Linked DNA regions of Mus musculus: regions 1, 2, 3, 4, 5 and 6 are each linked to region 7. A link is a contact called in public ChIA-PET, HiCAR-type, HiChIP or PLAC-seq and promoter capture Hi-C data. All regions are on one chromosome and are shown on one strand. The core of a region is the stretch at or near the end of the contact, and the rest is flanking DNA. Distances in the headings are between cores, read along the strand shown. Region 1 overlaps Galnt7 (polypeptide N-acetylgalactosaminyltransferase 7). Region 2 holds the start of Spata4 (spermatogenesis associated 4). Region 3 holds the start of Wdr17 (WD repeat domain 17). Region 4 overlaps Galntl6 (UDP-N-acetyl-alpha-D-galactosamine:polypeptide N-acetylgalactosaminyltransferase-like 6). Region 5 overlaps Galntl6 (UDP-N-acetyl-alpha-D-galactosamine:polypeptide N-acetylgalactosaminyltransferase-like 6). Region 6 overlaps Galnt7 (polypeptide N-acetylgalactosaminyltransferase 7). Region 7 holds the start of Fbxo8 (F-box protein 8).

Region 1 (3,486 bases), core at 169-2,668, 1.0 Mb before region 7:
GTGGTTTCTGCCAGCTTATTCCTTAATTTAAGTTTCTGGTTTGAACTACTGTGTGCTTATTGGAAATTCCACATTTACAAAATAGAACATTAGAGATTATAGTGTCAATACTTTTTTTGAGTGACTCCTGTCCTCTCAAGCTATAACTTTAATGTTGAAAGTTAAAAGTTATATTACTAAGACCTACTAAGATTACTAATACTTTAAGCATACAGCTTTTTAGAAAGTACAGTTTTAGTTGGAGAGAGTGTTTTATGCCTTTGATCCCAGAGCTCCTGGGGCAGAGGCAGGGTGGATTTCCATGAGTTCTCACAGTGTGTGTTTCAGGCCAGGCAGGGATGTGTAGTGCGCCCATGGTTTTGTTTTTTAAAAAGCATAGCTTCCATGGATTTAAACGGCTTTAGTTCTCATTTGGATATACTAAATTCTGCTCAGAGTTACACTGTATACTTCTGAATAAACAGAATGGATCTGTGACCCATCTTACTAATAATACTTTCAGCGATACTTGTAGACAACACCCAATCGTTGGAAAAAAAATCTAAAGTTCCAAAAGATCAAGCTTAAAAGTTAAATTACAAACAAACAAACAAACAAAGTTAGCCATAGTGACACATGCTTGCAATCTCAGCACTTGGATGTAAGAGGATCCGAAGTTCAAAATTATCCTTAGCTACATAGCAAGTTCCAGGCCAGCCTGAACCATGTCTCAAAGACCACCACCAACTACAAAACCACAAAATAATATTTTTATTTTTCTAAGGAGTCTGTTGTCGTTACTAATATAAACTTGTATTCAGAAATATTTTAAGTGAATATGTGTTCTGTAAAGAAGTTTATTTCTGTTCACTAGGATTGGATTCTGATAAAATAAAGTCATTATTTCCTGCCAGTTGCAATGTAGTTTTGCTGAAACCCGCTGGAAGAGCAGCCTGCCCTCAGAGTACTTGTGGTCTCGGTGTTCAGTGATGTGAGGGAGAGGGTCAGACCCTGCTAAGGGCTTTTCAAATGGAGATAGCTCTGAGAGCTGCCCACTGGCTGATTTAACAACTGGAACGTAGGCACAGATAGCATAATTATTATCAAAAGAGAGAATATACAGAAACGATGTCAGTCATTTGTGTGTGTGCTGTTTGTGTTTGCATATGTGTGTGTGCACATGTGTACGTGTATGCACTTGTGTGTGGAGGCCAGAGCTCCGTGTCAAGTGTCTTCCTACCTTTACTTTCCTTAAGACTTATTTATTTGTATGTTACATGTATGAGTGAGTGTTTTGCCTGCCAGGAGAGCTGGGTCAAACTGGATCTAGAGATATATTATGGGCCATTTCGAGCTGCAAGCTGTCATGTGAGTGCTAGGAACTGACCCAGTCTTCTGCAAGAACAGGAAGTACTCTTAACCTCTAAGCCAAGCCACCGCTCCAGCTCCCCGACCTCATGTTTTAGACAAAGGCCTCTTCTGAACCTAAAGCTTCCCCCACACACACACACACCCTTGGCTAAGGTGGCTAACCATTGCGCTTCAGGGATCCACCTGTCTCCTCCTCACAGGAGGCAGGTTACACCTGATTTTTTAACGTGGGTGCGGGGGATCTGAACTTAGGCCTTTATGCTTATGAGGGGAGCGTTTTATCCACTGAGTCACCTCCCAGACCTCGGGTCAGGCCTGGTGGTTTTCCATTTGTTTGCTTTTGTAAGAAACTGAATAGTGGGAAGAAACTTGCTAAACTCCTGTTTAGTTTCTTAGATGATTTTAAGTACTTAAAAGGAACATCGGCGGTTTCCACTCAGAGCATCCAGGGCTCATGGTTTACCTGAAGGAAAAGTCTTGGATGGATTAGAAGCTCCTGGGGTGAGTGTGTGCACCGTTGTCATCGTTACACAGGGAATCCGGTGTCCAGGAGCTGGTACTAAAAAAGATGTTTGGACCAGACACCAGAAAATGGAGATACTTTTAGATAACCTTATCGACTTTATCATTACTTGTCGAGTTGATTACCGAACACTAGTGGACATTTTCTACTGAGTAAATGGTATTTTCAGTACATTTGATTTTCTTATGAAGTCAGGAAAAATTATCCTATTCTAACAACAGAAAAGAAAGGGTTAAAGCCAGTGCAAAGATCCAAGCCTTTAAGTGTGCCTTCTCGGACTGTTTTGTTGTAGCCCTGTGACTGATCACTATTAGGTTAGTGTGGATGGACACACCTCCTTTAAGAACAACAGATGAAGCTAGGCTAATCACACAGGCCTGTAATTCCAGTGACTCTAGAGACTGGGGGAGGAGGACACAAATTCAAGGCTTGCCTGGGCTCCAGAGTGAGTTCAGGCCTTCTTGGGCAGCATAGTGAGATTATCTCAGAAGAACAGGGTCTCAGTAGTAGAGAACTCACCTATCATATGCGAGGCCCTAGGTTTAGTCCCTTGTGTCCTTTGGACAAAAGGGAAAGACAAGAACACCAAAAGATATCCAGCTATGCAAGAAAGCCCAAAGCTGGCCGGGCCAGTTGCACAACAGTGAGATGCGTCGTGGTGCTCTGGTAGAATGGGAATCCAAAAGTACGATTTGGCCAAGTTTTTAGAAAGATGCGTATATTCACGTTTGTCACACAGTATAGGATAGAGCTGTATCATTGAATGTATTTTTGTTTTCCTTGGTGTGCCTGGGAACTTGGTAAAGCCTCTTTCCTGTGCTTAAACTGGCGGCAGTTACTCACAACCCTTGTGACTCTGGTTTCTATAGCGTGTGGGCAGTTTTGGGAGGAAAAAAAATCACGTAAAAAGAGAAATTACTAGCTTCATAGCGAAACTGAAGGTGTCTCCATAGACAAGATCTTTTTTGTTTTGTTTTGTTTTGTTTTGTTTTGTTTGTTTGTTTGTTTTTCAAGACAGGGTTTCTCTGTGTAGCCCTGGCTGTCCTGGAACTCACTCTGTAGACCAGAATGGCCTTGAACTCAGAAATCCACCTGCCTCTGCCTCCCGAGTGCTGGGATTAAAGGTGTGCACCACCACGCCCGGCCATAGACAAGATCTTAACACTTTGTTCTCAAGATTAAATTTAAGGAAGTGGCTTAAAGTATAGTCCTTAGCCTGGTAACCCTGCCAAAGTCTACCGCTCAGTGTCTGAGTCTCTCAGCTGGGTTTTTTTGTGTGAAATGATCACTGTAATATTAAGTAAAGATCTTAGTCTATTAAGTTTGGTACTTTCAAAAAAAGAAAAGGACACAGGAAGCCTCCTCCAAGGGGGTCTGTTTGTTTCCGTGATAATTCTTGTCATGATGTCACATTTTATCTTACTAAGTCACACCCAAAGCTTATGTGGGTCTTTTGTATTCCCATCAGCGTACTGAACCTAGAAACACTTCATAGTTCTGCCCTAGGCCCTCAGGTAGACGCTGCCAATGACAAGGTGACCTTCAGTCCCTTTCTAGTTCAGGAGTCTTGAAATATATTTGGATATTTGGAGTCTTGAAATATATTTGGATAT
Region 2 (3,376 bases), core at 249-2,748, 2.0 Mb after region 7:
GAAGTTCTAGAAAAATAATCAAGTATTATGAATTTACTTTAACTAACTTTTCATTTGAACTACATTTTCTATGTTATCAACATTCACTATTTCTTCAAGAAAGCCACTATTATATACCACTCTAATTGTCATATACTAAATTTTATAGTTTATTTATAGTTTTGTATATAATGAACAACTAGAATTTGACTAATCAGTTATTTCCTAGACTTGACATAGAGTCTCTCTCTCTCTCTCTCTCTCTCTCTCTCTCTCTCTCCTGTCTTTCTGTTTTTCTCTCAGACAGAGATGTAGTGTACTATCTAAAACAAGCTTCACAGGAAACTCTTGTCAATTTTGTGTCTTACCTTCTCTATCTGTGCCCAGTTATCCAACTTGACTTTTAAGGAGGTTCCATTTTCAAAGGATGATAATCGAAGGTCCCAGGGATAATAAATACAGAATATCTCTGCAACTAGGTAGCCATTTGAAAAATCCCTGATACATAACAATAAGGAAATGGAAAAAGTGTAATTGAGATAATTATATAATAGCTAATAAACCATATTGACAAACTATCTGGAAAAACTTGTGTTGGTTCATTTCTCTGAGAAGGTTTCTCAATAGGAAAGAAAGCAGTTAGCTAAAGTGTCCTTTAATGAATCCTCCTAATTATTAGATTTAACAATGTTGCCAAGTGATTAAAACGCTTATTGAAAGTTTCACAGATGCTTGAAAAACCCAATACTGGCATTAATCGTTTTCCTGCAAAAGATCTATGGTATTCATTTTTATGGAATTTTGTTCACATTCTATAGTAACAGCCAGTTACATAGACCATCGTTTCCGTTAAACAGAAGCTTAAAAAAAAAAAAAAAAAAAAAAACCTCAGATAACTGGATACATGATACATTTTCAAAAAAAGGGTAAACTAGTCCTTATTACGATTAATACAAACAAAACAAAACAAAAACCTTGGTTTTTTGTGATTATCAAAGCATTCCGGAATAGCTTAACTCTACAGTGTAATGACCAGTTGAATGAAATCAATGAACACAACGGTCCACGTCTTTCTGGAACTTCCTATCTTGATATGTATGCCTTGTGGCATGCATGAGTGAGCAGGGAGTTGGATGGCGAGGCTGTCTCCGTGAGGAGGGAAAGCAAGGCCAAGGAGGCTGATTCCAGGCTTAGGGAGCCTGAACTGAGCGAGCGCAGGTGGCCTAGGGGAGGGTGACACCTGAGGAGGAGGGTGAATCACTGGGTCCTGTCTGGCTTTAGCACCTGGTGACATTCCTAGGGAAGAAGCTGAGATCTAGGCCCTGGAGCCAGCGCAGGACAGAACGACTCAGGCGGGAGCTCCTAGGCGGATGTGGATACACCAGACATTTCTTTGGCTTCTTTCCTGCGGGAACTGCTGGTGGTGTAGGTAAGGACGTCTTGGATGATTCTGCCGCCGGCAGTGGTAAACACTCCTCTGCCTGGCCGGCGGCAGCCATGGTGCTTTATGGGTTTCTATGGCAACAGATCAGCTGGGGGCTGATAAGGTCTGCTGGAATCGAGGCTTTAGCGTCGAAGGGCGGGGCTTCGGCCTCCAAGAAGGCTCTGTGTTAATGACATTTAGGATGTGACTCAATGTTTTGGAGTCAGTAATCTCTGGATCCATGAACGTTAACAGTCTGAGGAACTAAAGTTGAAGACAGAGCTTCAAGTATAAATTGTTGGCTTCACTTGCACTGTGTTGGCAAATCTTTCTTTCTGTATCCCAGTTCACACATTTTATAGTGTGTGTATTTTGGTCTGCCAGCTAAAGGCCATTGTTCAATAAAGAATTTTGAAGAGAAATGTGAAAAAGCTCTAGAAGACAGTGAAAATTGTTTTTTTTTTTGGGGGGGGGGAGGTGGATGAGAGTAGGAGATAGACCTGGAAACCACAAAAATTTTGTTTTAAGAAGAAAACAAACCTTTAAAATTCATCATACCTATTTCCATAATGATTATGTAAAATGTACATTAGTCACATATTTTAAAGCTATTTATAGATTACATTCATATACTTCAAGATGTCCTGAGATGTATAATTTCATTCAACAAGTATTTATTGAGTATTTCTTCTGTGCCTGTAACTGATGCAGATATTTCTATCCATTAATGAGTGATTCAGAAAATGAAACTTATTACAATGTGGTGATAGGCAATTACAAATTAGATTGCTATGCAGGAAGATAATATCAATCTCTTAAAATCTCTATAGCAAGAATATATTCAGTGTTGAATATGAATACGTATCCCACATATAAAACATGGGCTGGATCTTGGTGGTGCTATGTAATATATTATTGAGTGTTTTCTTGTATATTTGATCATTTATAAGGTAGACTAATGTGACTTTGTATAAGGTTAAAATGAGGCCAGGGGAGACAGATGATTAAGGCGCTTGCTACTAAACTTCAGTTTGTTCAATAGGAGACTGAGAAAACCAACTCCTCAAGTTGCCTTTGACAACACACGAACACATGGCACATAATTGCCCATATAAACACACACACTAAAAAGTGTCATTCTTAAAGAGTAGGCATGAAAGAGAGAGAAGAAGTAGTATGTTTTCTCTTTGTCCAGTGATATATGTCTTATCAATGACTCATTCTTTTAATGACTGTTTTTTAAGAAACTGTCTTAAGGTATGAAATAGACCATCACCGTCAACTGTTGTAGTTCCTACTTTCATCGGACCAATACCCATGTGTGATCCTCTAGATAACACTGATGTAGGCTTTACCACTGTGGGAACTCCTTTGGACGTACAGATACATTTATATAAGTGAAAAATTCACCTACACTGACAAGTGCTGCCATGCTAGTATTCTGTGTGTGTGTGTGTGTGTGTGTGTGTGTGTGTGTGCAGAGTTTTAAAGCCTAAAATCCCAAAAATCTGTGCCAAGTTCTTCCACCAACCAAGATTTAGGAATAAGGGATTTCCTTGGGAACTTGTCTTGTGTACACTTACCTCTCTCCCATTGGTTGGGGTATTTACCTGTGCCAGGTAGCTTGCCTTGTCTAACATTCATGTCTTAAGTTGCTAGGCAGGGTGTCAGTTATCCACATACATGACTCTTTCTACCAAGTAGGATGTCAGTTCCCAGGGAGGTCTTGGGAACTTAAACTTTACTTGACCGTTTCTCAAAATGTAAGTCTTAATCCAAATAGTTTTTTATATTAGTGCAGGTGTCTCTTTTACACTGGAGTCCATCCCAGGGTCAGCCTATTAAAACAAATTCAATAAAAGCTTACATATAGGTGCAGGAAGTGCTGCTGGGGGCTTGGTTTGGGTTCAACCTTATTGTGGGTAACTCCACAAAGCAGTTCTGCCTTCTATCATGATTGGTTTCTAAGAGCAC
Region 3 (3,429 bases), core at 611-3,110, 1.8 Mb after region 7:
TTTATTTTTCCTTTCACAGTCTCTAGATCCTTTCCTATCTGTGGACAGCCACATTCACCTTCCACAAAAAAAGCAAGCAGGACATGATCTATTAAATTCATGATGTGCTTTCCCAGTACAGATCATGCTGCATAGATTGCCCATATTCTTTTCTATCTTATAAAATCCCATTTGTTTCTATTTCCTGAATAAAGTTAAAGAAAAAAAATTCTCTAAAAGTCCCTCTTCTGAAATCAACCCATAGTATCTTACATAACTACATTTAGAGTTCAGTACATAAAGCTATATGCATTAACACATGGATTTTCAAGATATTCTATGCTGTTTAATTTCCATTCATTCGTTCACCAAACATTTATTGGAGACCTGCTACTGTTAGTCATTTCAACATGGGATAGGGCAAACAGTTGTAAGAAATCGTCTTAGCTTTTAACAAATTTATTTTCCATAAGGAGAGTTAGTTTTAAGTAAATTTTGATTTACAAATATAGCATAAGTGATTCTAAGGAAACAGAGCCTCTAGAGAATATGTTGGAAGAAAACAGTAGCAGTATGCATTGTGAAGGTGAATAGGAAATATTTCCAGAGATTTTCTCTTGTAAGGGTAGATGATTGTTCAGAACTTGGCCTATGATTGAAGCTCCAAATATCATAAATGAACTACACTTTGTGGGATGAATTTCTCTGAAAAAAAAATTCACGGTTATGTAGAAGAGTCTACAGACTAATTTTGTTTGTAGAGAGTTGGCCAAAAGTCCATCGCCAAAATTATTTGGGACTACCTTACTCCCTGTAATAGTTGTTTATTGTTCTGTATCTGATATAACATGCCTTTCACTATTATGGCAAAGCTTTTCAAATATATTAACTTGGCAGACTGTTCTACTAACCACAGGCTAAGGATTGTCCTTAGACAGCATCTAGCAGATTTCCCAGGTTTATGTATCTTGCTTACCTGATGTATTATGACAATAGTTTGTTAACTACTTCCACGGTGGAACACACTATTTGGGGCAACTTGTATCCATGTTCCTTGTATTGTATCATGGTCTCTCAGAACATTGATTCTGAACATCTGCTTACTCCCTTTGGAGTGCATACTGTGCTTTTAATGGTCAGTTTCAAGTATACGAAGGCCAATTTCCTCTAATGTATTGACTAAAGGACCAAATTAAAGAAGCTACTTCAGAAATATAAACCCTAATTACATGACACTAGCATATGCTTTCCACCAGTGTCCACGGGGCAAATATGTTTTGCTCATGTTATGGACAGTTTTATTAATTGCTTGCAGCTGGACTAATCAAAACAATTTCATTCACAGATGTGGTTCATGCGGCTACTTGAACCAATGAAATATTAAGACGTGCAGGACAGCGAGCACTCTAGACTCACATTCCAAGCAATGCTTCAAGACTAATGTAGAAACCAGGTGATTTATTTCTTGTACATTCGATTCATTTTTATATAAGGTACAGCTTCGATGTAGCAAATTAGGCAGTGACAACGCTAGTGGGACGTATTCCTTCTGCTCCACCTTTTAAAATAATGTACATGCTTAGCTTGAAGCTTTGACTCAAAGCTTAGGAATCACATCTTCTGCACAGCAGCCGCGTTGCTAGGTAACCAACTCTCCGGGCCCTGTTTCCAGGGGTCACCAGGGACTTCCGCCTCCCTGTCCCATGTGCTCCAATCAGATACTAGGGTGCTTGTCACGTGCAATTCTGGGGCGGGATCCAGAGTGCTGTCCTCCCCAACCTGCACTGTGAAGGGTGGGCGGAACCCGACTCTGGCTCAGGGATGTTCAGGGCCGCCCCGCCCCTGAGAGCTGAGTGGGCGGCGAGGAGGGCGTGGCGGGTGCGCGGGCCAGGGCGGTCCCTTTGGCCGGTCCTGCTTCAGCACCTGCGGTTGTCCAGAGCTGCAACTGCTGTCTCCTTCAGGTAAGGCTCAAGTGGGGTTGCAGTGTAGGAGACTTTGCTCAGCGCCCAATCAAAGAGGATGATATTTGAATGAGTTGGCTTCACGTTGGTGACCAGCACTCTAAGGTCGCAGACTAGGACTCTGAGCCTCCTACAGTGCTGTGCAAGCCATGATGCCTGAGGAGCTAATCCCAGGAGTTTTGCAGCCACACACCTGAGTATTATAAGGCATAGTTAGAACTCAACATGTATGAGGATTCCCCCTGCGTGGAAGCTGGGGCTGTTTCTAAACACATTTTTGCTGTTATTTCTAAGCTTTTAAGTATATGGGTGTCTATAACCTAGAATGTTATTCCACCAATGGGCAAGACGTATTTGCATAGATTACTTTGTCCCTTTGAAATGGCTGTACCAAGAAAGCTTTTAAAAAGAAATGTTATAAGGGCAATACTAACCTGAGAAAAGATTGTTGTATATTAAGGAGATCATAAAAATTCTTTCTTGTTCTCTTACCGATGTATCCACATTTGTATGCAAGTATTCATAGGAGCAAAGTCTATGTTATTAAAAATGAATTAGAATACACAAAATACACTAAAAAGTTAGATCATATATCAATCACATGTCATCATTTATTTTATATAAATGTCTTTAACATAGATTTGAAGATATATTTCTAACTTACTCAGAACAAACTATCCTCCAAAGAATACTAAGAAATACGCACCCATTGTTTAAGAAATATGAAGTATTCAATTTAATAATATGATATTATAATTGCCAAATTTATCACTATCATATCATTTCTAGGTTACAATGATCACAAAACTAGTTAGATGCAAGGGAATTTATGAGGATTTAAAAACTTGAACTAAAAAATGATGAAAATATTCTATACATTTGCTGGTTCCTGTGTTCTCTTATCATTATTTTGAACGGGGAGAACTTAACACTGCAACAGTAGTGACTGAAACCTGTAAGTATTCCTTTATTCTGCAAGGTGCTGCAGCAACCAGAATGTGCCATGCCATGGTTATAGTTTTATGTTGGAAGACAGAAATCTGAGGCTGTCTGACGAACTTCAGTAACTCTGAAAACTTGTCAATTCAAGAAAATTTGGGAAACTTGCTTTAGTGGATTATTTATGGGTTAATGTAACAAGTGGTAGTTTTAGCACATTAAGAGTTCTTGGAAACTTTTCTAAATTGAAATTAACTAATAATCTATTTCAAAAGATACCCATAAAAGGAAAGTTTCTTTTTTAAAGTGAGGTCTACAAATGTGTATATAAAGACTAGTTGGATTTTTTTTTAATTTATGTTGATCTGGTATCTCCTTGTGTTGATTTTTAATAGATTGCTAAAGAAGCATAAACACTTCTGGGGAAATAGTATTTTTAGTTGCCTTTTAAAAACTTCATTCTCTTTAATTTTATAATTAAAATGTTATATCAGAATTCTAAAATCACACTATTTTTATTAGATATTTTCTTTATTTACATTTCAAATGC
Region 4 (3,805 bases), core at 703-3,202, 1.3 Mb before region 7:
TAGCTGAAGGATGTGTCTTAAAGATTTATCTTCAGTTTCACTTGTATGCTCATGCATGTCTATGTCACGTGTGATCAGGTATCAGTGGAGGCCAGAGATGATAACACAGCCCCTGGACTTGGTTCTGAATTGCCCTGCATAGATGCTGGGAACTAAACCCAGGTTCTCTGGAGAAGTAGCTAGTGTTCATACCATCTGAGCCATTTCTCCAGCCCAGATTGCTTTTGCCAAGCCTCTCTGAGAAACTTGCTAAAGGATATATAATAACATTATATATACAATAATCAGTATGATAAATATATCTAATATATAGTGTGTATAATATATTATGTATAATATATTACATTATTATATGTAATGATGTAATATGATCTGATATAATAATCAATATATAATAAACAAGTATATTGGAGCTGAGATCAAACATATAAACAAATCTATTAGGGGAAAAATATTCCAGTTGATTAGAACTGTAAAGCAAATTTAACTCCCGGTTATATGTGAGACACAATCAGATCAAAGTGGTAGAGAAAGGGTTAAAAATTAAAGAAGAAACAGAAATACATCAGATGAGTTCAAATAATGAGAAGCAGCATTTGAGAATTTGACATGTGATGAGAATTAGGATGCAGTATGAAATGATTTTTAAATGCTAAAAAAAAAATCATTATAATTCCAAAGGCGATTGAAAAATAAACTCCATGAGATCACTAGATTACTGGAGATTACTCCAGAAATTACTAAAAATGCATAGACATAGGCAGAATCACACTAAGAAGGCATTAATACAAACTCCCTTAGTCCCAAACTAGACAAAATAATAGTGCTTATAGAATTTAAACCATTAATAAATATAGTAGGTCTAATTCACAAATCTCTTTCTGGAAACCAGATTCAATTTATCTTATTTTCAAGTGCATAAATTTGAAAGCCTAGTGATGTTAAAAAGAAATGAAATTTTGTGAGGTGTGTGTGTGTGTGTGTGTGCGCGCGCGTGCCTGCATGTATGTACAAAAAGACACAAAATAAAATTACAAAAGGAAATGCCTTATATACTCAAACCTGAATTCAAATTTGTAATTAAGTCATGGGATTGTTTTGTATTTTTTTGTTGTTCTTGTTGTTTTGAAAATCAAAAGGATATTCCTGAAAATAGTTTTATGTCTTTTTAAATATTTAATTAATTGATGTATTTATTATGTGTGTGTGTGAAGCAGCAACAACATTCATGTTAAGGAAGACTTGAAGGTGTCAGCTCTTTCCTACCTTGGGAGCTCTGTGTGAGCTCTGGAGATTACCTCAGAGAGGTAGGTGTCCTGGTCACAGTTCTCTTGCTGTGAAGAGACACCATAACAACCCTACCTTTTGTGAAGGAAAACACTTAACTAAGGCCTTCCTTAAAGTTTCAGGGGCTTGTTGCATTATTATCACAGCAGGGAGCATGGCAGCAGGCTTAGCAGGCTTGGGACTGGAGAAGTGGCTGGGAGCTACTTCCTGATAGGCCACATCTACTCCAACAAGGCCACATCTCCTCATCTCTTCAAACACTTCCACTCCTGGAGAGTAAAACATTTGAGCCTATGGAGGCCACTCTTATCAAACCACCAGTCCGTCTTAGTAACAAGACTTTGTCTACATCAGGTTTCTCTCTTCAAAAATATTCTTTTAGCCTCAATGTCCTATCAGCACACTTGATTGTCTAGTATAGACTCAGAATTCTTCACTAAATAAATAAAGCAAAGATACGTGGAGACATAGCTGAAGTCAATTGCAAGGCCAGGAGAGTACAAGGTAGGCCAAAGAGAGTGGATATCAAAGCCTGGTGTGTTCAAGTGGCATGGAAACCAAAAACAAGTGGATCATAATTGTTACAAATGAGACAGTGCAAACCTCATAAGGTTGTTATAATGCATTCACACATTGTCGTGGTTTGAAGAAAAATGACTCTCATTGGTTCATAGGGAGTGGTGTTATTTGGAAGTGTGGCCTTTTTGAAGTAGGCCCTGAAGGAAGTGTGTCACTAGTGGTGGGCTTTGAAGTTTCAAAAGCTCAGACCAACCGCATTTTATCTCTTCCTTCTGTCTGCTGATCCAATTGTAGAACTTTCAGCTACTCTCTAGTACCAGGTCTGCCTGTTTGCTGCTATGCTTCCTGCCATGATAACAATGGACTAAAACCTCTCAACCTGTAAACCAGCCCCAATTAAATGTTTTCCTTTGTAAGAGTTGCAGTGGTCATGGTGTCTCTTCACAGCAATGGAAATCCTAAGACACACATATAATACTATCACTAGCCAAGCATGGGAGCATACACCTTTAGTCCTAGCATTTGGATGCCAAGGCATGTGTATCTCTATGCACTCAAGAACATTCTGGTCTACATAGTGACTTCTAGGACAGCCATGAGTGACTATACCTAAATTAATGAAATAAATACATTTTTTAAAGAAAAATAAGAGAACAAAACAAAAGCTTTGTAAGTGATGTTACAATGTAATTTTTCTTTGTAAGTCAGTTTACAATGAAACACTCTTCAAAGGAGCAAGAGAAAACTAGAAACACAGTAAAATCCCTTGACCATCATGAACAGTTACTAGGATCCTCAAATCACCATTATGAAAAAGTGACACTTAAACTCAAACAGTTAAGCGCTCTCCATGTGTATTCCAGGATGCCTAGAAGGTCATTGTACTTGAGGGTTGTTTATGCAGATGTCTAGATAATTAATTCAAAAGGAAAAATAGAAACATCAACATTTTGTAATCCATCCAATGCAGTACTAATTCAAGCAGCATTTACCACTAGATGGCAACCACTTGAGACAAATATAAGTACAAAATATTTACTATTCAATCATCAAGCTATCATCACCTCAAGCGCTCGATCAATTTTAGCATCTATGAAATACACACACAGTTTGTGAAGGAACAGACTATCGAAAAACATCTCTCTGAAACATTCTTATGGCAAAAATAACAACAAATAAACTTCCCATGTTAAAGGCTTTAATTCCAACACTTGGAAGCTGAAGTAGAGTATGTTTACCACAGCCTGGACCACAAAACACCACAACATGAGACCATATCTCAAAAATAAAAACAAAGTTATTAGATTACACTTGTTCAAGCTTGTAGCTATAAGTTCAGTCTTCAGGAAATGCAGGAGTAGAAGAATCTTTTTAAAAGTTTCTTTTTAAAGTCCCCAGAAGTAGAGACCTAATAGCTTAAGTCAGATCATGGTACAGGCCAAAAAAAAAAAGAAAAAAAAATAGGAGAGACAAGTGTCATAGATTATAATATTTACAAGACAACACAAAAACAATGAAGTGACACTTGACAGAATTATGAATAAAATAAACTATCTGAAAGAGGGTTACATCAAGACCAAAGACATGTATGGATGTGAAAGTACTGGATATTGGTGGTATAAGAGCCTCTCTCTGTCTCTGTCTCTGTCTCTGTCTCTGTCTCTGTCTCTGTCTCTCTCTCTCTCTCTCTCTCTCTCTGTCTTTCTGTGTGTGTGTTTGTGTGTGTGTGTGTGTGTGTGTGTGAGGAGATTGACTAGTTAAAAATATCTTTCAAAGCAAAAGGTATTTGGAAAGCAATAAAATAATAAGACAAAATACTAATGGCCTTCTAAGTTCACTGATCAGCCCGTAGGCGAGGAATGTTTAGTTGTATATACCTGTAATCCCAATGCTTGGGAGATAAAAGCAGGCAGCTCAGAAATTCAACATTGTTCCCACTTATAAAATAAGTTCAAAGCCAGTCTAAAGAGGGTGCATGTCTCAAAAAAAATAGAAGGAA
Region 5 (3,706 bases), core at 796-3,295, 1.2 Mb before region 7:
ATCTGTTTTCTCCTGAAGTAACCCAGTGCCTTCCTCCTCAGTACCCCAAGTTCAAATCCTCCAGCCACTACTTCCCAGTGCCTACCTGGAGAGTCAAGTCTTAAAATTGCACCAGTATCTACAGGATATAGCCATTGCCTGCCTCTCAGATGTAGCAAGCTAAAGCCCATACAATGTTCCCTGTGTTCTGGTGATATCAATGGCTTTCTAGTCACCATAACTTGACCTAGCTAGCATTCCATCACCTCTTCAGTCAGCTGTCATTCTGGTTTCCTTAGACTATCTGCCCCGGAAGTGTGCTTAGTAACTCTCTTATCTGGCCCTTCACCTCCTCTGGAAATTGCTTCACTTGAGCACTTGCATAGCTAATTCTTTCTTTCTGGACCCATCATGGTCAACTCAGGTCCTCGTGATTTCCCCGTGTCTATGTAATATCATATTTATTATCTTCATTGTTTATTGTCTATGCCCCCTCCATGCAGAATTTAAGACCATAGCATAAGACCTGAAACTTTTAAATGGTTAGATAAAGGTATAGAGAAAACACTTGATGGTGTAGACATAGGCAATGGCTTTTTGAATAAGACTCCAATAACCCAGGACATAACAGCAAAAGCTGACAGACGGATTGCATCAAATTAGAAAGCTTCTGCACAGTAAAGAAAACAATTGTCAAAGTAAAGAGACATTCTACAAAATGAGAAAGAAATGAGAGAAAATTTGCTAGTTATTCATGTATAAAAGATTAATATCTACAAAGTATAAAAACTCAAAGAAGTAAAACACCAAGAAAGCAAATAATAATCAAATCAATAAACAGGCGAATTAATTCAACAGACTCTTCTCAAAGTACAAATCCCAATAATTTTACAAAGTAATGTTCATAAATGATGATTTCTCTCAGCCACCAGAGAAATGCAAATCAGAATTTCACTGAGATTCTCTCATCCAAGTTAACATGACTATAATCCAGAAAACAAAACCTCTCGAGGACAAGGACAACAACTTAATACTGATGGTAAGAATGCAAATTAGCTTACCCACTGTGGAAATACATAGAGAGGTTCCTCATAAACCTAGAAATGTGGAGCTGGAGACATGGCTCAGCAGTTAAGAGCATTGACTGCTCTTTCCAGAGGTCCTGAGTTCAATTCTCAGCACCCACATGGTAGCTCACAACCATCTGTAATGAGATCCAATGCCCTCTTCTGGCATGTCTGAAGTGAGTGACAGTGTACTCACATATATACAATAAATAAATCTTTTTTTAAAAAAGCCATAAAAATGTAATTACTACATTATCTAGCTGTATTGATCTGGTTATATACACAAAGGGGATGAAGTCAACATTCCACCACATTTACTGTGGCCCTTTCCATAGCAGCCAAGAAACAGAATCAGCCTAAGTGCCTGTCAAAAGATGGAAAGAAGCTGTGATATAGATAGACGATTAATAGATAGATGATAGATAGATAGATAGATAGATAGATAGATAGATAGATAGATAGATAGATAGATAGATAATAAAAGGATAGGTAGTAGAACTCTGGCAAACAGGATATGCACATTAAATTTTTAAATAAATCAAATGTATGGATGTGTTATTTAGTATTCTTCCTCATTTACATTAAATTTCACTGATATTTTTCTACATCAGACCCTTGTTATGTACCTACTGATCTCTTCTATTTGTTGGGTTAGAGGATACAACTTGGGTTATCTTCCTATAAATGCCTCTTCTCTGACAATAACCAATATATAAAGGGTACTTCATAAATGTCTGTTGAACTCATTCAGCCTGCTGAATAATGTATTCAAAAGGCCCACCTACCTGATTGTTCTCTTCTCTGGAAAGCCCCAAACCTGAATGGATAATAATTTCTCCAGCTGTACATCAACCAAAACTTTGATGTAGTTTCCCACCGAGCCTGATAGTCCTTGGTTACCTTTGTCTCCTAAATCCTTTCGCTTAAGTGGGAGGTACTGTTGTACAGTGTGGGTAACGGATTGAGTCACAGGACACTTTATAAAGCTTTATTTCGCCAGGATTTCAGAAAAGTCTCAAACCAGATGGCTAGTACATTCTGATTTTTAGAGCTGAGGATGCTTTCTGACTAAAAATAAATTAGGGGAAGCTATTACACAGTTCCTTGTATGTGAGACCCTGAGCCAGCAATTCTACATTTCCTCCTCCTATCCCGGACTTGGGGACATTATCTACATTTCCAAGTAAGTGAACTTAGAACTTAGTACCTCCTCCAAAGGCAGTGAGCAAGTGACTGGCTGGAATTCACCCTCTCCCTGTACAGCCACAAATCTCAGGTCTTTTCCAAGGACTGTGTGCTGCCCCTCCAGGTGTGTCATGTTTTGTTGTAGGAACCTTCTTCTTGTGATATATGCTGCTCTCCCTTTATATCTTTGGTATGAGGACATTTTGTGACCCCAGGCCTGGGCTGGAATGTTTTGTACAGCTTGTTCATTCTTTTAACTCTCAGACTCTATGTAAAGATGGAAGGTAATAAGGTATAGTACCGATGTGGGAACACACAAGGTGTCACACAGCTGTCACTCAAGTCTGTGGCCAGCCTTGAAATAGTGTAGCTCTCAGGGAACTACAGAAAAAGCCTCACCCATGCTCATCTGCATACATTGATTGATTTTGAAGGGCAGTTCAGGAAACATTCGACATCCCCTGCTCAACGATGTCATAGACAAGGTAATGTAAAGGTGACATTGACCAGCCAAGGCTGTATGCCATGCCTTTTGTCAGCACTGGACCAAGAGCAAAGGCAGAGCATCAATCATCACTTACAGAAGATTGTCATGGGACATCACACTTTCCAAATCCTCCCAAGTCTATTCCATAAGAGAAAAGACTGCTCTGTTAACAGCCATGGCCGATGGGATGAAGGGCAGAGGAGAGGAAGGTTGTCACGTAGAAAAACCATATTCAGAGGACAACTACTCACTCCGCTGACTTAATCTCAGCTAGCAAACACAGTGATAAAGACATCCAGTAATCCAAAAGCCTGACCCAGTAGAAGCCTATAGATAGCAATTACGTCACCCCCTAAGGTTGAAAGTGACCAAGGTATATTCTGTTGAAGGCTACAGAAGCTTCATCTCTGTGGCCTTGCTGGGCACTCCAAAGACAGGGGTGAACTGAGTTCAGTCTGTAGCCAGAGAACAGTCAGTTGATCGAGAGGCTATTATAATGGGAGGGCTTCCAGTTTGACACCCTGCCATTTGTCTCTGTCACGGGTGAACTTTGCAACAACGTGCTCATTCAGTTAGGACAGGGAAAGACTTTGGGATGCACCGATTCCACCCTCTCCTTTTACATCAGCTTCCCTGGTGAAAATAGATACAAATCGTTCCAATTTCCAGCTCCTACAAGGACACAAAGTACCAGCGCTAGAAACATATTCTGGATTGTTCTGGCCTCACTACATTTGAATAGCTTACCTGGCTATACTCATGAGTACACCTGTATTGGTCAGAACATGTGTTTCCATGAGGGTTTGGGAAACGACCATCAACGGATGGCTCAGAAATGAATGTCTAGAAAAATAGAGTACTTGGGAAATCTAGTTTGGTTTTTGTGTCCATGTGGGCACACATGGGCTGGTGGGGATAAGAAATGAGAGAATATTCATTTTCTTTACTGACTTTAGGTTTCAAGGAAATGCCTATTTTTTAAAAGGAA
Region 6 (3,802 bases), core at 662-3,161, 1.0 Mb before region 7:
ATTTTAATTTCATATTTAAGGTGAATTGTGACCATGAGATTTTTCTCATTGTCTCTCCACATTAAAGGTTCTTCTAGCTTTCTACTGAGTTTTCTGGAATAGAGTCATGTAATTTGTGAAATAGCTAGTATTTTTTAAATGTCAATTAACTAAAATTGCTCTAATTTTCTTTTTGAGTTTTAGAGGGGGACCTCGTGTAGCCAGACCCCTGTGTCTACTTTTGTGCAGGGTTTCGGGAGTGCACTATCCCATCCATCCTTATGGTGATCTTTTTTATTTCAGTTTCTATTTAGCATGACTCAGAGCAACTCGTAAGAAGTGAAAATGTGTTTGGGGTGATATCTGACACATATGCACACATATGGGTGGATGGAGCATACACAAAAGTGCACATTTCAATACTTCACTCCAGTTTCTATAAGGAGAATATATGATGGAACTGTATGAACGGCCCAGTTACCCCAAGAACCGTCCTTAACCCACAACCCTTTTATCTAAGAAACGCCAAGATATGTCTGATTTGCAAAGTTTAGCTTCTCAGTTGATCTACCGTATAAGCAAGCTCATTTGAAAGTGGTTTCCAGGTGAGCTTTTGTGACTACTTCTCTTCTTTGAATCCAAAAGATACTTTCTAACCAGCTTGAGATTTTTTTTTTTCACTCCTGGAAACTAGTGTATTTAGGGATTTTCCAGATTCACTTTAAAAATAAGTTCTCTTCTGACTCTCTGCTTCTTCTTTCTCCAGTAAACATGCACATAAAAAGAGATGCACAGGGACACACAGTCCCCTTGGGAATCCCCCAGCTGGGATGGGACACAGATCTGCTTTCCGTTTAAGATTCTGGTTAGCGGCAGGAGGTGTGTCTAGGCAAGCTGAAGTTCTTACAGAAATCGAAGGGTGACACATATAATATCGCCCTTACTTCTGCACAGAGGTAAGAGATTAGTTACCACATTCACAGACTGAGACTACAGAGAATGGAACGTGTGCTGGTGTGTAGTTCTGAGCTGCCTCCTCAGCAGAGCACCCATGATCTTAAATCCCCTTGCCCTCTCTTGGCACTCCTTCCCTGACACCCTCGGGGGCGGGGGGGGGGGGGCAGGCGGGGAGATCCCTCCCTAAAGTGGGGGTGACTCTTCTGCTGCCTGGACCTCATTTGGTTCACATTGATGGTCTTGTTGGAGTTGCAGTTACAGGGGATTTCATTCCCTCCTCCCGGTCACCTGTCACACAAACCATCCAGTGTGTCTGATCGTGAGTTAGAAACTCCCGTTGTCTACATTTGGCTTTTGCCAACCCCTACTCCCAGCCAGAGGTTTAAAATAGCTTCTCAGGAAAGACACACACACACATATGGGGAGCTATGGGTTCAATAAAAGAGCCCGTTTCCAAACCTAAGAGGAAAAGCAGCTATGGGTGAAGACATCCATGTTGACCTCTGTCCTCCACAGGAACACGTGGGTACTTGCACCTACGCATACATTCGCACAACACACGCAACTTTGGAAAGAAAGCAGAGCCTGTTTGCTGCCTATCTGAAATACCAACAGGGATGCCAGGGGATGCTCTCTGGACTTTTCTCTTTCTAGAATGTCTCAGGCTGTGAGGCTGTTCTCTCTGCCAAGTGATTAGCCTGTGCTGTCCGCTAAAAGGTCAAGTCCTCAGAAAAGAGAACCACTTCCAGTAGATCCAGACACTTCCAGCAGTGGCCACTGCTGCCGTGTGGACGCTCAGAGCAAATAGCAGGGGATAGGCCTGTCCTCTGGAGCTCAGCGTGGCTCCTCTGGGAACTCAGTGGCTGAGACTGCGAACAACAGCCAGAACCATTAGCCACGCCCTGCTTATCAGTGTGCAGTTCTTTGCTGTGTGCTGCTCTTGTGTGTCTGGTAAATAGGGAAGTGTCGTTGAGTCATTGTGCAGGTCCTGGGTGTTCAGGGGTTTCCCCTGAGCGTTACTTACAGTTTGGTGGAGATCAGGGGAGGGCCCCTTTGTAGTTTAAGAGGTGAACAGAGTTTATCTGTAAAAACCTTAAGGAAAAGGTCTTTCTTTTTGTGCTGCCTTGTGGCTTCAAAACCGACCGAGTTTGGCAAGATGTTGAGCTGTCTGGGGAAACTACAAAGAGCACTGGGAGAGGCTGAAAAGGACTTGACAGATAAGCAATGCCATCCTTGGATTAGGCTTTTAATTTTCCTTAAATGTCCTGTACTGGAACCTAATGTCTCCCAAGGTGTACGGAATAGAGAACACAGCCTGTGGGGTTTAAGGCCTCAGAGGACGGACTGTGGTAAGAAGCAGAAACACCTGGGGGCCTTTAACTGTTTTCTTTGGCTTTTGCTTTCCTTCAGGATTGGATCTCACAGTCGCTAAACAGGTTTTATGTCCTCCAGTCCTGTCCTTCCTGACTCCTGAAGTCCTGAGTTTGGAATCATCTGATTTCTTCTCATCTTTTCTCCTTGTCCATGAAAAGCTTCCCAGGAATATGCGTGTACCCATTTATCACAAGTACTGAGTTGTAAAGAACAGTCAAAGCCAAACACTGAGGTAGGGCCATCTTATGGTACAGGCGCGACCAGAAGAAAGGGGGCCATTTTCCACATGGAAAATCGGTCACTTTTGTGGAACTGGCTCCTTGTCACACTTAAGAAAAGAGGAGATCCCTCCCTCTGCACTTATTCTAGACTCACAGCTGGCATTCTGCAAAGCAAGCGTCTCTCGGTGAGCAGGTGCTGTCCTTGGGCCACACATTCATGAGACACTCAGGGCGGTAGAGAGGTAGGGCACACTACTGCTGGTAGCCTGTAAAACCCTATGACGATGTCCTGACGCCATACACTAAGCAGATCTCACCTGTGTTTTAGCTGCTGCTGCTGTGTGGGTCTTGGTGATGTTGTTCAAGACCAGGTTGTCAAAGTGGTTGAAGCGAGTTAAAGATCCTTTCTCTGTCTCAAGATTAAGTGGGAGTCTGGCATCCCCACGAGCGAAGGCAAGCTGTTGGATAGGCCTTGAGGCAGCTTCAGCCCTTTTTCTTCAGTGGGGATTGTGGAAGTGGTAGTACGATAGTTAGTTATGTACAGTGCTTATATCCCAAGTACACTTTAAATAAGTTAATTACCTTTGTTCACTGGGAACTAAATATGTGAAAGATGCATCAGCAGGATTGTTGTTTTGTCATTCGTACAATATATAAAATAAACATGTTACAATGTTTTTTTTAAAAAAAAAAAAACAATTTAACCTGGAAGCCAAGCTAATTACACAAGTTACGGCTATATAAATAACGTAGTCTAATTACATTCAGCCATGCCTTTTAGCATGTCACAGGGAAAACAGCCCATGGCTATTCCCTCTTCACTGAATCCTGTGGGAGATCCCATCTTCAAAATGTAGCTAACATGCAGGAGGAAAATCACATTTAAAAAAAAAAATAACCCAGTAACTTATTTTAGAGCGAGCACTGTCATTTTAATCAAAGGGGAAAAATAGCTGCACTTTGTGCAGAATGGAAACTCCCAGTGAGCAAATCAAAAACTAGGATAAAGGGCTCTGGAGAAAGATTTGAGACTCTAAACTCCACGTTTGGAAGGCCCTGGAGATTCACAACTGCCGCTGTAAAGGGACAGGTTGTGAGTCCCTACTGCACTGGGAAGAGCAGCCTCAGAGAGCTCGTATTCCTGTGAGGCAAGAGCGCCCCCCAGAGCCTGCGCCTCTGAGCTGCAGGCCCTCAGCCACCTCCGAGGAAGAGCTTTGTTTGTTTGTTTTGATTGTTTCTGAATGAAAAGGAGGTTGGGAGTGGGGTGGGCC
Region 7 (3,754 bases), core at 238-2,737:
GTTGCCCTGATACTTGACTCAAAGAAACCAAGATAGTACATGTTTGTTGTTTTAAGCTGCATTAAATTTGGGGATAATCATAAACCAGCAATATGAAACTAATGACGATACTTAGGTAATTGTTAATTTAGAAAAACTGTATAAGCAAGAAGTTTCTGAATTAACCTGAAAATAATAAATTTATTTATTGTTCATTCTGAGACCTGCTCTACATTGTAAAAACAAAACAAAAACAAAAACAACAACAACAACAACAAAAACCTTTCACAAAGGTAGCCGGAAGCTCTTCTCGTCGGAGTGAAAGTGCCAAAGTCCAAAGAACCAAAGCAAAGAGAAGAGTACTTAGTGACCTGTTGCAAAACCATACTTCCAAGCCTTTGGAAGGCCAAGAAAAAGGATTGCTAGCTAGGGACAGTCGGGGCTACACAGTGAATTCTGAGCCAGCCTGGAGTACACAGGAGACCTTGTCTCAAAATACAAACAAAAACGGAGTGCAAACACTGACATGAACAACAGTTTGTATTCAATTGCAGTATTGAGGGTAATGAAGAGAATATGGCGCGCGCGCGGGGTGGGGGTCTTTACAAATAAATGTCTCATTTATAAATTAAGTAGTCACAATTATTAATTAGTAAATACAGAACGAAAAATAAACCAGAAATATATCGAGTAAGAATTGCAAACTTCTATGGTTTTTGTCTAGACAATGTGTACTGAGTAATACGATGTGGAAAGTGGAGCGTAGCCACAGAAAAACAAAACGAAAAGGAAAGTGTTGAACCAATTTTACAGTCTGTTTGGAGACTGTAGCAACTAGCAATCAGCGGAGGTCTTAAACTGGATATGTTTGAATTCGTATTAAGGGGACGCCGTAAGAAATGAAGCGTGCCTTGGCATCGAACGACGCTGTAACCACCACAAAAGCAATACGTGAAACTGAAGAAAGTAACCTCCACCGTTTGTCATCTTTCAAGAGGGACGACACCACGTCGCTACCGCGAGTCCCAAATCGACCTCTATACCAATGGCCTAGAAACAGAAGAGACTCACACCCGCCTCTCGATTCTGATACACCATTTTAATAAGCCACCGCTGCTGTCACTCAAAATGTCTCACAGTACCCATTGGTCCTAAACTGTTGCTTGCTGGGCCAGGGCTATCAAGTGGCAAGCATCCCTACCCCTCACTTCGGAGGAGAAAAGTGAGAGCGTCCGGGCGGGCGGAAGAAGCAAGGCATTGGAAGCCTCTGTGCCGACGCGAGTACCTGAGCGACCTGGGATCTCCACCGCCGCCGCGACGACTCGGCCTGTGGGCGGGGGCTGTCAGCCGAGAAGAAAATGGCTCAGCCGGGAACTGGTGCCCAAGCCATGGAGAGGCCTGTCCAGAGCGCACGTGTTCGCGCTGGAGAACACGATGGCTGCGAGGGAACCAGAAGCCGCCCCAGACTCCCGCGAAGTCACAGCACCTCTGCCTGCAGAAGCCCGAGTGGCGGACCTTGCAAGGTTTTGACGTTTCCTATTGTTGCCGGAAGTGACGTCGAGGAGCGGCTCCTTAAAGGAAAAAGATTTCCGTTTTCCTCATTCAGATTCGCCAAAAAGTCTTTACTTTTCCGCTTCTCATTCTGAACTGCTTTGGCCATCAAAATTATGCTAATTTGAAATGTGACATTCAATAAAAGACATGTAATTGATAAGACTTTAACGACAGTAGAGTATCCTGAAGAAGCTGCGCGAACGGAGTGTGGAATCTGCATCTAGGAATGCCAGCATTTGGGGCAGCCTCTGGCTCGGAATGTTTAGCCGCTGTTCGAACTCTCGGCTCGAACTCTGAGTTCTAAAAACAAACCGTCGGCACGAGGGGCGACCCGAGGCGCGGGCGTAAGGCTCTGGGGCTGCAGACCCGGTTCCCGCCACGTTCTCGGGTTTCTAGTGCTCCCTTCTTCTTTCTGTGTTGGTACGGTAGCCTTGGGAACCTTTCAGTTTGCTTAGGGGCTGCTGGCTGAGCCAGAGCTCGTGGACCTGCTGTGCTCTGGCTTGGACGAAGGTGGCCCTTCTGCTGTCCTCACCGAGGTTCCTGGGTTGTAGGCGAATGATCAGGTCTACCTTTTCATCCCTTTAAATTTAGAGGCAGAAAGGGAATTCGAGATGGGACTTGCTTGTGTACCAGCTGGTATGGTTTTGGAAGGCATCAAGTAGAATGAATCGGAGTCTGCCCTCTTTGAATTGTTTTGTAGATGCCTTTAAGTTTCTTTCCGTCAAAAATACATCTAGCTTCAAAAGACTGTCCGGAATAGAAAAAGTACTCCTTCCTTCGTGTTCTCTTTGTTTTCATCTTCATGGTGTCTCCCCCCCCCCAAAAAAAAAAAAAAAAAAGAATTCTCCATCTACTTTGAGGCCTATGATTGCTCTGTATGAAAAGAAAACTAATTTTAACATATGTATTCTAGACTTACTGCTACACTAGACTGTTTTACAGAATTATTTGCAAGCATTTTAACAATGTTTTATGCGTGAACACAGCGGTTCCCTCATCGGATCTTACAACAGCATTTTCCTAGTATCTATTACGGAGAGATTTTGTAAGTTTAGTTTCTACAGATTTGTATCCCTTTATCTTAAAGTTTGTCTTTTAGATATGTCAAGCGGAATTTCAAAATCCTAGCTATCCACTGTGATTATTAAAGGCTAGTTACTTTATCCTGGGCAAAATGATTTTGGAGTCCTGTGACATGTTTTTAAAGACCTGTAGCAGCTACGAAATTGAGCTGGGTTTGAAACAAAGTATCTTAAACTGCAAAGCTGGGGGACTAGCTCAGTGGTAGAGCCATTGGGTATGCCAAGATCCTGAGATCGGTTCCGTTCCCCACCAAAGCCATCTTGTGCGGTGCTCACAATGTCTTCCAGCAATTCGGTTGGTGGATTTGATTTGTTCCTAACTCTTCAGAAAGCTAGGTAGACCAGTGAGACCTTAATGATTGAATCTGTATATGGTCTTCATTTAATATCCTGTGATAAGTAATATAAAGTGAAAATGCTAATTTTTAAGTAACAGTTTAATTTTATCTCAGATTAATTATGGTCAAGTGTAAAGTATGTTTCAGTACTTGATTAGCTTCAATTCATAGTAATAATTTTAGTATTTACTAATTAAAAAACACTAGGAAAGCCTTTCTTGAAAACATACTTCTATGATCTTGTTTTTTTAAAAATACCTTTATGTTTTTCTCTTCTGTCATATCTTTTCCCTCCACCTACAGATACAAGCTGTACTTGAATCTTACTCTTCTTTAAAATGTTTATTGTGCTGGTAATGAAGAGGATGTGTTCCTGGGGCATACTTTAGTGTCCGAAATTTCATTACCAGAAGTAGAAATAATGTAAAGATAAATGCCTTCTATGATACCAGCAAAAGAAAAGGTAGCACCGAGTATTGGATAAAATTGCATGTCCTGGGAAGATAGGATATGTACAAAACTAACAATTGTGTTGTCAGATGGGTCTGGAAACTAAAACAAGATCAGACCTGCAATCTTAAATCCCAGGCACAGTGTTTGTAGTTACAGCAGAGGCTAGAGTAGTTCCCCTGTCACCTTTCTTAGGCAATAAAGGTTGGTCTGGGAAGTCTGTCTTAACATATCTGTATGTCTTTCTAGCCCCGGCATCTGGAAAGATGGGAAATAAGCCTTACTGTTTTGACCAGTATGTTGTATAATTTAATTTTAGGATTTCTTTCCCCGTCCCCCCCCTAAAATCCT

Evidence for each region. Promoter capture Hi-C pulls out the DNA fragments that hold promoters and counts their contacts. ChIA-PET counts read pairs in DNA pulled down with a chosen protein or histone mark. HiCAR-type assays count read pairs that join an accessible place to other places. HiChIP or PLAC-seq counts read pairs in DNA pulled down with a chosen protein or histone mark.
Region 1: a promoter capture Hi-C map of hematopoietic stem and progenitor cells shows a contact between it and region 7, with 2.9 times the contacts expected there. The contact joins the enhancer-like site here to the promoter of Fbxo8 in region 7. A contact is called at or near these places in 7 of 39 promoter capture datasets (the 3T3-L1 cell line, 3T3-L1-derived adipocytes, the HPC-7 cell line and 4 more), 1 of 115 datasets of contacts at active chromatin or transcription factors (pro-B cells) and 2 of 9 other capture datasets (adipose tissue and embryonic stem cells).
Region 2: a HiCAR-type map of astrocytes shows a contact between it and region 7, with 5 times the contacts expected there. The contact joins the promoter of Spata4 here to the promoter of Fbxo8 in region 7. A contact is called at or near these places in 5 of 39 promoter capture datasets (the 3T3-L1 cell line, 3T3-L1-derived adipocytes, the C10 cell line and 2 more) and 2 of 115 datasets of contacts at active chromatin or transcription factors (astrocytes and embryonic stem cells).
Region 3: a promoter capture Hi-C map of embryonic stem cells shows a contact between it and region 7, with 6 times the contacts expected there. The contact joins the promoter of Wdr17 here to the promoter of Fbxo8 in region 7. A contact is called at or near these places in 7 of 39 promoter capture datasets (the 3T3-L1 cell line, embryonic stem cells, hippocampal neurons and 3 more) and 1 of 115 datasets of contacts at active chromatin or transcription factors (astrocytes).
Region 4: an RNA polymerase II ChIA-PET map of memory CD8 T cells shows a contact between it and region 7, with 7 times the contacts expected there. The contact joins the enhancer-like site here to the promoter of Fbxo8 in region 7. A contact is called at or near these places in 5 of 39 promoter capture datasets (the 3T3-L1 cell line, HPC-7-derived erythroid cells, hippocampal neurons and 2 more) and 2 of 115 datasets of contacts at active chromatin or transcription factors (large pre-B cells and memory CD8 T cells).
Region 5: an H3K27ac HiChIP or PLAC-seq map of microglia shows a contact between it and region 7, with 7 times the contacts expected there. The contact joins the enhancer-like site here to the promoter of Fbxo8 in region 7. A contact is called at or near these places in 7 of 39 promoter capture datasets (the 3T3-L1 cell line, the HPC-7 cell line, HPC-7-derived erythroid cells and 4 more), 2 of 484 Hi-C or Micro-C datasets (the Ba/F3 cell line and pre-B cells), 6 of 115 datasets of contacts at active chromatin or transcription factors (astrocytes, cardiomyocytes, embryonic limb bud and 3 more) and 1 of 9 other capture datasets (liver).
Region 6: a contact with region 7 is called in an H3K27ac HiChIP or PLAC-seq map of thymic regulatory T cells, with 12 times the contacts expected there. The contact joins the enhancer-like site here to the promoter of Fbxo8 in region 7. A contact is called at or near these places in 10 of 39 promoter capture datasets (the 3T3-L1 cell line, the HPC-7 cell line, HPC-7-derived erythroid cells and 6 more), 1 of 484 Hi-C or Micro-C datasets (pre-B cells), 5 of 115 datasets of contacts at active chromatin or transcription factors (astrocytes, double positive thymocytes, memory CD8 T cells and 2 more) and 1 of 9 other capture datasets (embryonic stem cells).

The regions. Positions count from the first base shown.
Region 1 is chr8:57,590,748-57,594,233 of GRCm38.p6, reverse strand. All of the region lies in intron 1 of Galnt7 (polypeptide N-acetylgalactosaminyltransferase 7), which reads left to right. Among named protein-coding and RNA genes, the nearest start is that of Gm25379, 43 kb to the right of the region's middle. Within about 2 kb of position 1,418, at least 61 of the 459 cell types and tissues checked have an H3K27ac peak or open chromatin away from gene starts, as enhancers often do. A contact at or near this core is called in the HPC-7 cell line, adipose tissue and hematopoietic stem and progenitor cells, where this site is marked.
Region 2 is chr8:54,598,903-54,602,278 of GRCm38.p6, reverse strand. It overlaps Spata4 (spermatogenesis associated 4), which reads right to left and starts at 1,498. Exons shown (of 6, transcript NM_133711.4): 1 at 1,264-1,498; 2 at 348-477. The coding sequence starts at 1,478. It overlaps Gm46039 (a long non-coding RNA gene), which reads right to left. Exons shown (of 3, transcript XR_001778557.2): 3 at 2,977-3,240.
Region 3 is chr8:54,722,799-54,726,227 of GRCm38.p6, reverse strand. It overlaps Wdr17 (WD repeat domain 17), which reads left to right and starts at 1,860. Exons shown (of 30, transcript NM_001372370.1): 1 at 1,860-1,940.
Region 4 is chr8:57,826,683-57,830,487 of GRCm38.p6, reverse strand. The region is part of intron 9 of Galntl6 (UDP-N-acetyl-alpha-D-galactosamine:polypeptide N-acetylgalactosaminyltransferase-like 6); the gene reads left to right. Among named protein-coding and RNA genes, the nearest start is that of Gm2921, 29 kb to the right of the region's middle. Within about 2 kb of position 1,952, at least 11 of the 459 cell types and tissues checked have an H3K27ac peak or open chromatin away from gene starts, as enhancers often do. A contact at or near this core is called in memory CD8 T cells, where this site is marked.
Region 5 is chr8:57,779,285-57,782,990 of GRCm38.p6, reverse strand. All of the region lies in intron 11 of Galntl6 (UDP-N-acetyl-alpha-D-galactosamine:polypeptide N-acetylgalactosaminyltransferase-like 6), which reads left to right. Among named protein-coding and RNA genes, the nearest start is that of Gm2921, 19 kb to the left of the region's middle. Within about 2 kb of position 2,045, at least 5 of the 459 cell types and tissues checked have an H3K27ac peak or open chromatin away from gene starts, as enhancers often do. A contact at or near this core is called in microglia, where this site is marked.
Region 6 is chr8:57,574,485-57,578,286 of GRCm38.p6, reverse strand. The region is part of intron 2 of Galnt7 (polypeptide N-acetylgalactosaminyltransferase 7); the gene reads left to right. Among named protein-coding and RNA genes, the nearest start is that of Gm25379, 27 kb to the right of the region's middle. Within about 2 kb of position 1,911, at least 206 of the 459 cell types and tissues checked have an H3K27ac peak or open chromatin away from gene starts, as enhancers often do. A contact at or near this core is called in the HPC-7 cell line, double positive thymocytes, memory CD8 T cells and 1 more, where this site is marked.
Region 7 is chr8:56,548,887-56,552,640 of GRCm38.p6, reverse strand. It overlaps Fbxo8 (F-box protein 8), which reads right to left and starts at 1,487. Exons shown (of 6, transcript NM_015791.4): 1 at 1,265-1,487. It overlaps Cep44 (centrosomal protein 44), which reads left to right and starts at 2,075. Exons shown (of 11, transcript NM_001009951.1): 1 at 2,075-2,096.